2 separate regions of the Ovis aries genome follow, and region 1 is linked to region 2. Evidence: chromatin contacts called from public Hi-C data. All regions are on one chromosome and are shown on one strand. The core of a region is the stretch at or near the end of the contact, and the rest is flanking DNA. Distances in the headings are between cores, read along the strand shown.

Evidence for each region. A called contact is a pair of places that touch in the nucleus more often than the background predicts.
Region 1: a contact with region 2 is called in a Hi-C map of skin fibroblasts, with 11 times the contacts expected there. The contact joins the enhancer-like site here to the promoter of BRF2 in region 2. A contact is called at or near these places in 14 of 16 Hi-C or Micro-C datasets (blood, hypothalamus, liver and 7 more).

What each region holds. Positions count from the first base shown.
Region 1 is chr26:32,261,218-32,265,844 of ARS-UI_Ramb_v3.0, forward strand. No RefSeq gene overlaps it. Among named protein-coding and RNA genes, the nearest start is that of GOT1L1, 13 kb to the right of the region's middle. Within about 2 kb of position 1,379, at least 7 of the 54 cell types and tissues checked have an H3K27ac peak or open chromatin away from gene starts, as enhancers often do.
Region 2 is chr26:32,199,828-32,204,391 of ARS-UI_Ramb_v3.0, forward strand. BRF2 (BRF2 RNA polymerase III transcription initiation factor subunit) reads right to left here and starts at 2,047. Exons shown (of 4, transcript XM_004021774.6): 1 at 1,834-2,047; 2 at 1,084-1,143; 3 at 1-196. The coding sequence starts at 1,987.

The sequences.
Region 1 (4,627 bases), core at 129-2,628, 61 kb after region 2:
GCTGGGGGAAGCCCCAGAAGTGCCAGGGTGGAAGTCAAAGTCAAGGCTCTGTTGTTCTGTCACCTTTTCCCATAAGCAGATCCTCTCTCTGTCGTCAGCCATGAAAGATTCTGGATGTTATGGTAGCAGAGGGATGGAGTCATTTTCTTATGTTAGCACAAAGTTCAGCCGATATCAGAGCATCTAACCTTTCAGAGCCCTGTTTTTCTGTCTATTTATTTACCCTATCTTGTTTCAAAAAGGACTTAAGGCTGCTTACAAAACCACATGACGAAGTTAAAGCACATAAATTAGATCAGTGCTAGAAAAAGGCGAAGCAGAGGAAAAACACGAGTAGGGGCGTGAAACTGTGCTAAGAGTGAGCGACAGCCCATGGAGCCCCAAGGTCACGCTGGGCTCTGGGCTCTTAAAAACTTGCTGAAGCTGTCAAACCAGTGTTGTTTTCATTCCCTAGAATCCTGTCATTGTTGGGGACAAAGCCCAGTGAAACAATCAAATCCGGATTCCCAGGACAGAAGCAGACCTCCTACCTAACCCGGTGCTCTAACCCATGGGGAGAGCACAGCCAAGTTCACCGACCAGTCCCTGCACAGGCTTTCCGGAACCTGCAATCACTGGACCGAAGCCTAAAAATTAAAAATATGTTTAAGGAGGGACTTCCCTGGTGGTCCATCGGTTAAGAATTCGCCTGCCAACAGAGGGGACAACTAAGCTGCTGAGCCACAACTACAGAGTGTCCCAGCACCCTAGGGCCTGTGCTTTGCAATGAGAAGCCATCGCAATGTGAGGACCACGCACCGCAATAAAGAGTAGCCCCCGCTAAATGCAATAGAGAAAGCCTGCATGCAGCAACAAAGACCAGTGCAGCCAAACATAAATAAATAATTTTTTAAAATAAGCTTAAGGAGATGGCTTTCAGGTGTTTGCTGTTTTACTGTGGCCTCGAAGATGCCTCAGAGTAATTTGAGCTTTCAGGGAAAAGGGAGACTCCTAGCACCAGGGGAAGCAGGCAAAGTCATTGAGGCCACCTCCAAGCTGGATGGAGAATGAGTCAGCCTGGCGGGTGGAGGGCAATGTGAAAACACCTCCAAATTTCCTGACCCCTCCTAGACAAGCTGCAGGTGGCCCCCACCCAGGTCTTCACCTGAACTGCATTCCAAAGACATCAGGGATGCCAGCACACGTGGGAAGGACACCTGAGAGCAGATCCAGGGCTCCGCCTCCCTGGGGCCAGCTAAGGAGTTGTTTAGAGGTTGAGGAGGAAGGAGGTTCCTCTCCCCCACCCTCCTCTGCCTGGCCGGTGGAAGGAGAGAATTACCAGGCTAGAGCTGCCCCACTTCTCAAATTGAGAATTCAGGATTCTTCTTCCCAGTTCCTAAGTTTGCTAAACAGCACCACCTACTGTCTCAAAAGTCGAGAAATGGGAGAGAGCCGATGCGTGTGAGCCTGGGAGAGTCCCGTTTAGAGAGGAAAGAGTTTCCCTCCCACTGCACCCATGAGCCTAGTGGGAGAAGCAAAGATTGAGCAGGACAACCGGGCAGGCCATGGAGACGGCTCCGTGTCCCCCGCCTCAGTTCAGTGCAGTTCAGTTCAGTCGCTCGGTCGTGTCCGACTCTTTGTGACCCCATGAATGGCAGCACGCCAGGCCTCCCTGTCCATCAACATCTCCCGGAGTTCACTCAAACTCACGTCCATCGAGTTGGTGATGCCATCCAGCCATCTCATCCTCTGTCGACCCCTTCTCCTCCTGCCCCCAATCCCTCCCAGCATCAGAGTCTTTTCCAATGAGTCAACTCTTCACACAAGGTGGCCAAAGTACTGGAGTTTCAGCTTTAGCATCATTCCTTCCAAAGAAATCCCAGGGCTGATCTCCTTCAGAATGGACTGGTTGGATCTCCTTGCAGTCCAAGGGACTCTCAAGAGTCTTCTCCAACACCACAGTTCAAAAGCTGCCTACTCCACTCCAACCCCTCCTCCATCAAAACCCACCCTTTTGATGGTGGGTTGATGCTCACCTCAACTGTGCTGTTGGAGAAGACTCTTGAGAATCCCTTGCACTGCAAGGAGATCCAACCAGTCCATCCTAAAGGAAATCAGTCCTGAATATTCATTGGAAGGACTGATGCTGAAGCTGAAACTCCAATACTTTGGCCACCTGATGTGAAGAACTGACTCATTGGAAAAGACCCTGAGGCTGGGAAAGATTGAAGGCGGGAGGAGAAGGGGATGACAGAGGATGAGCTGGTTGGATGGCATCACCAACTCAATGGACGTAAGTTTGAGTAAACTCCAGGAATTGGCGATGGACAGGGAAGCCTGGCATGCTGCAGTCTGTGGAGTCACAAAGAATTGGACACAACTGAGTGACTGAACTGAACTGAACTGAATGCTCACCCCATCCCCACACCAACCACATCAGCGATACCCGACATACTGTTGATAAGACAGGTCCTAAACCCAAATTCTATCACTGAACTTCTGGACTTTCCTGGTAGGAAAGGGTGGTTAGCAGTGAAGGGACTCGTAGGGTAGACCGCCTAAAAGTTCTCATGGACAATGTGTTGTTGCCCAGTAACTTTTTTTTTGCAGTAGTGGTAAAACACACATAATACTAAATTTACATTTTTTTAAAACAATTTTCTTGGAGTATAGTTGATTTACAATGCTGTGTTAGTTTCTGCTGTACAGAAAGATGAATCAGCTATACATCTATATATATCCACTAGTTTTTAGATTCTTTTCCCATATAGGCCATTACAGAGTATTGAGAAGAGTTCCCTGTGCTATATACAGTATAAAATGTACATGTTTTAAGCTGTACGGTCCAGTAGTCCAAGGGGCTTCCCGAGTGGAGCAGTGGTAAAGAATCCTTCTGCCATTGCAGGAGATGCAGGAGACTCCAGTTCAATCCCTGAATCAGGAAGATTCCCGGGAGGAGGAAATGGCAGCCCACTCCAGTATTCTTCCCTGGAAAATTCCAGGGACAGAGGAGCCTGGCAGGCTACAGTCCATGAGATCACAAAGAAGCGGGCACAACTGAGCACCAGCAAGCAAGTCCAGTAGTGTTAAGGACACTCACATCCTTGTGCAACCAGACTCTGTAACTCTTTATATCCCTACCCTTGTATCATTTTTAATATCATTCTCCTTCTAGGTCTAACCTCTATTCCCTGTCTCATAGCTCAAGTTCCTCTTGATTCTGAAAAAAAATATATGATCTTAAGATTTTTAAAATATTGTTTATTTATTTGGCTGCGCTGGGTCTTTGCTGCTGCACGTGGGATCTAGTTCCGTGATTAGAGATTTAACCAGGCCCCCTGCTTTGGCAGTGTACTAGCCACTGGACCACCAGGAAAGTCCCCACATTTTTTTTCTAATTGATGCTATGAATTCCCATGCAAGGGCCCAGGAATCCTGCCCCTCAGAAGTAGCTGACTTTGTCTCTAAGGGAGGAGTCAGGAAGTGAAGACCATGCTTAGGTACCAACCCAATACCCCAGTAGACTGGAGCTGCTGCAGACAGCACAGGTTTCCTGCAGACTGCCCTATCCCAGGAGGCATCTTCTGGTCCTAATGTTCTAAGGAGCAAGGAGGCCATTAGTTAATAAAAATGCTATCACAAATACTGGAGAAATAATCTTATGTGCCAGTCACAGGCTTGACAGCACAAATATGTTCCTTGAGCTGCTGTTGCTGCTGCTGCTAAGTCTCTTCTGTCGTGTCCGACTCTGTGCGACCCCATAGACGGCAGCCCACCAGGCTCCCCCGTCCCTGGGATTCTCCAGGCAAGAACACTGGAGTGGGTTGCCATTTCCTTCTCCAGTTCCTTGAACTATTATACGTTAAATTGGCAAAGTTAGAGAATAAAGCAAAATAAGTACAAACTGCAGGAAGTATAGAGCCAGCAAGAAGGAAAGGAAATGAGGTGTTTGCGGAGGAGGGGAGACCTTACTTTGCAGGTTGTGAGTATTAGTCGCTCAGCTCTGTCTGACTTTTTGCTACCCCATAAATTGTAGCCCGTCAGGCTCCTCTGTCCATGGGCTTCTCCAGGCAAGAATACTGGAATGGGTTGACATTCCCTTCTCCAGGGGATCTTCTTGAACCAGGGATGGAACCCTGGTCCCCAGCCTTGCAGGCTGATCTTTACCATCTGAGACACCAAGGAAGCCCATACTTTATAGGCTGGTTACATAAAAACCCTTGAGTGTGTTGAGGGAGAGGAGTGGGGGGCGGGGGGCAACATTTAAGCTGAGAGCTGGAGGCCATACGATGAGAAAGAACAGACCTTGCAAAAAGCAGAGAAAGCAAGAGAGACTGCCAAGGCCCTGAGAAAGGAAGGCTTGTTTATACTGGAGGAACTGGAAAAAGACCGGTGTGGCTGGACCGTGGTGAGAAAGCGAGAAGATGGCGCTTAGATCTCAAATCACGGGATGGGATAAGGGTTCTTGTTAACACCTCCACGTCGAGAGAGGAGTAGGCTGCCCAGGAAGACTCTAGTTCCCAGGCAGGAGGAGAACCGCGAGCGAAGGCGAAGCCTGCTGGGGGCGCTCACGAGCAATCCCGAGCCCGTCCTCCACCAGGGCATCTACCCCCATAGCACCGCTGATCGGCCCTCCAGCCTCGTCCGG
Region 2 (4,564 bases), core at 797-3,296:
GTCCCCATGGTCAGGGGCCAGTTACGCTGCCGGCAGGTGATTAGGACGCAGCAACCAGCCAGCACCTCCTTCTTCTGCAGCCTGGCTGTGCGGATGCCAGCGAGCTGGTGTGCCTGTTGGTAGTAGGCAACTGCCATGTCCTCAAATGTTGGTGGCAGCTGCAGCACTCGACAGAGGTCTCTCACTCGGCGAAGACCTAGGAAAACCCACGGCAGGAGTTAGAGGCATTTCCAACAATATGTTAACAGGATCAGACAACTGGATTGAGTGGGGTTTATCCCAGGGATGCAAAGATCAGTGTGATACACCACATGAACAAACTGAGAATAAGCCTGATCATTTCAATAGATGCAGAACAAGTTTTTGATAAAATGCAACATCCATTTACAATAATAATAATATCTCCAGAATGTGGGTCTAGAGGGAACAACATATAATAAATGTCATATACGACAAACTCACAGCAACATCATACTCAATGGTGAAAAGCTGAAAGCATTTCCTATAAGATTAAGAACAAGACAAAGATGCCCACACTCGTCACTTTTATTCAACATAGCTTTGGAAGGTCTAGCCATAGCAAACAGAGAGGAAAACTAAAAGGAATCTAAATTAGAAAGAAGTAAAAATGTCACTTCATATCATGTTTGCAGATGACATGATACTATACGTGAAGGAGTCAAAGGAGCTCCCAGCAAGTTCTGTTAAACTCACCTCAGATACCACATGCACAAATAATGGACCTTTCTACAATGATAAGAGTGACACTTGGTAAGGCCATTTGAAAAGCACAAAGACATTTGTGGAAAGAAGTCAACACTTCAGTGCCTCATCTTTTGGAAGTTGGTTTGATTTGTGACCAAGCTTTGACCTGGGTTCCTCGAATCTACCTCAAACATACCCAAGCAGACTTAAACCTTCCACCTAATTGCTACCTCTCTTAGAACCACCTCAATCCTTTTACCATTCTCTTCTTCTCTACCTTTACATAATAATGCTGAAAACAGAAAAAACAAGCAGACGAGCTGGACCATAAGGAGAATTTTCTTTAAAGCCACTGTGTCATAAAAGGTTGATTCTCACCTCGTTGCTGGCTTCGACTAACTTGTTCGTTTTCCCCGGTGCTTCGAGAATATGTTACTTCTGTAAGACAATGGACAAAAAATAGCTTGTTTAGTCTCTATTCACGGACCCCTGCCCTCCCACCACACAAAACCAGGGAGCAGAATCCAAATCATCAGGTATCCGCTCCCCAGCTCACAGAAGGTGCTCATCTTTGCAGGTAAAACGTCCATCTGGTTTTCTATAACCACAAGCAGTACCAAATACACAGAAAGCTTTAGAAAATTAGGACTAGCATTAAAGCAGTTCCAAGTGTTCCAAATTTCCAGCCACCCCTCCTGTACATTCAATTCAGGCAATTTTCCTGCCTGTAGATTTTGAGGGCTGCACTGGTCAGGGACTTTGAACACAAATGAAAAAAAGAAAAATAAGTTTTTGCCAATTAATTTTCAAAACTGCTTTGGGGTAGTAGTAGTTTCCACATTCACACAACACTGACCTATTGATATAATGCTTCCAAATAGGCAAATTAGGTAAATTCAGTGGAACTTTGTTTCTCTCTGTTTCATTTACTACATGTAACAGATATGGTGCTAAGAAAACAGATAATGGCAGCCCCTGATCTGAAGTTCACTCGTTCACTTTCACTGTTTTCTCCCATATCTAAGTGTGCTCAAGACAGGGAGACGGCAAGAGATAAGAAGCATCTGACGTCAATCCCTCCATCGCCCCAGGCTGTATCCATGGCCTCCGAAAAGCCCTCACAGGTACCTCGAAGGTTGCCCTCGTCACTGAAGGTGGTCGTAAGAACGCCCTCGGTGACCACGCAGCCGCAGTCGGAGCACACCAGCTGGTTCTGGGAATAGTGCGAGTCTTCCACTAGCTCAGCGGAGCCGCAATCGGGACAGCGGCCTCCACCCGGCATCGCACAAGCGGTCCAGAGCCCAAGCAGCTAACCGACCCTACCGCCCACAACAGCAACTGTGCCGAAACAGGAAGTAGGAGCGGACTCTTGTAGGGTTGCACCTTCCTCTTCCGGCCAGCGTAACAGCCGTACTGTAGGTACCTTCTCCGCGGCTTCCGGTCCGTTCCTCTGCGGACTCGGGTAGAAACGTGATCGAGGAAAGGAGGTTCCTGGTCTGGACTGTCTCTTCGGATTCCCCGCGATCTGTACTTAGTTTGAGGTTGGCCGTCTAGGCTCGGGGTTACTCTTGAGTGAGCTTTCTATCGCTGTGGACGCACGTAACAAACAAAAAACTGTTGCCAGCCACAAACAATTCTTTCTAAAGCGCCAAGGGTATCGCCGACTCTCCTTTTTCTCAATTCAGTTCAGTTCAGTCGCTCAGTCGTGTCCGACTCTTTGCGACCCCATGAATTGCAGCACGCCATGCCTCCCTGTCCATCACCAACTCCCGGAGTTCACTCGGACTCACGTCTATCGAGTCAGTGATGCCATCCAGCCGTCTCATCCTCTGTCGTCCCCTTCTCCTCCTGCCCCCAATCCCTCCCAGCATCAGTCTTTTCCAATGAGTCAACTCTTCTCATGAGGTGGCCAAAGTACTGGAGTTTCAGCTTTAGCATCATTCCTTCCAAAGAAATCCCAGGCTGATCTCCTTTAGAATGGACTGGTTGGATCTCCTTGCAGTCCAAGGGACTCTCAAGAGTCTTCTCCAACACCACAGTTCAAAAGCATCAATTCTTCAGCGCTCAGCTTTCTTCACAGTCCAACTCTCACATCCATACATGACCACAGGAAAAACCATAGCCTTGACTAGACGGACCCTTAATAAATGTTGATTCTGGCCATAGTACAAAATTTGTGGCCTAAAAGGGAGAGTAGTGTATTGAGAGAGCAGGAAATTGTGTTCTTTCCAAAGCAGCTTCCCTACAAGCACGTTGTTTCCTCTCTTTGCAGAGTGACAACCTGGGAGGCTTCCAGAGACTAGGCAAGAAATGTCTAAGGGAGTTGGAGAGAAAAACTATGGAGGTTAGTGAGGCCCTTGGCAGTCTGAAGAATTTAAGCAAATTGAGATGTTTTTAAAACCTTAAGCTTTAAGATGCTCCAAGATTCTAGCTCCGAAGTTCCTGGCATGGTATAGTATAGATCAAAGAATCAAGCAAAAATGTGCCTCTAGTAATGTTCCAGAAACCAAGCTCACAAATGAGAGATTTTGTATGTCATGTTTGAATATAACATAAGTGTCAGCAAAGAGGATGTGTTTTCTCATAAGTAAATCCCAATTGCACTCATCAAGAATAAAGGTTTTCAGGAATTCCCTGGTAGCCTAGTAGTTAGGACTTTGTGCCTTCACTGCTGAGGGCCCAGGTTCAATCCCTGGTCAGGGAACTAAGATTCCACAAGCCATGTGGTGTGGCATAAATACATAAATAAATAAATGTTTTTTAACACTTGAAAGTTTTAGAATCAATTATGTTTGAAAAATAAGACAATTGAGTTAAAGTTACAAAGAACTGTGGCCAGTCCCTCTGACTCCAAGAAAACAGACGGGTGTTATTACAGCCCATGCTGAAAGTATGTGGGGAATTTCTGCTTCTCTGTTTGATCTTGGAGAATTTCAGGCAGTCTCTGGCATTAGCAGATTTTAGAAGATGTTAGTTTCAGACAGTGCAATCGACATCCTTACTGGGAGGGTAAAGTGAAAGTAAAGTCGTTCAGTCGTGTCTGACTCTTTGCGACCCGTGGACTGTAGCCCACCAAGCTCCTCTGTCCATGGGATTCTCCAGGCAAGAATACTGGAATGGGTTGCCATTTCCTCCTCCAACTGGGAGGGTAAACATGTCCCTAAAAGGAATATAACTGGCCCTGGGAGTATGTCTTTACATTACCATAGAGAACAGTATCTGACGCCGCTCATCCCAGTTTTGTGCAGATCATGAACTTAACTGCATTTTTTTTAAAGTGGGATTTCACTACAGAGTCATCTACCCATGACAGAAGCCCTGAAATTCTGCTTTCCCTGACATTTCTCATAGTAAAGTGGAAGAGCAGTTTTATGATCCAGCAACTCTGGGCCTTCCCAGGTGGCACAGTGGTAAAGAATCTGCCTGCAATACAGGAGATGCAGGAGACTCGAGTTCAATCCCTGGGTCAGGAAGATCCCCTGGAGGAGGAAATGGCAACCCACTCCAGTATTCTTGCCTGGAAAATCCCATGGACAGAGGCTCCTGGCCGGTTTATAGTCCATGGGGTCCCAAAGAGTCAGTCAAGATTGAGCACACACACAGCTAGCAACTCCAGGGGTGGAGAGGTAATTCTCTTCCAGCTGCAAGTGTGTGATGGTCTCAGAGAGCCTCACCCTCAGACGCAAACAGGCAGGGAGGTAGTCAGGACCCAGGCCAGAAGATGGCGCGCTCTCCTAAGACATGCAAGTCTAAGGTTCACGTTCTCATGAAGAAAACCATTTATTTAGGAAATTCATTTGTCTTCCTCTGGGAAATCAGGACATACGTATCATCCTTGGTGCCTTTCCTTCCAATACAA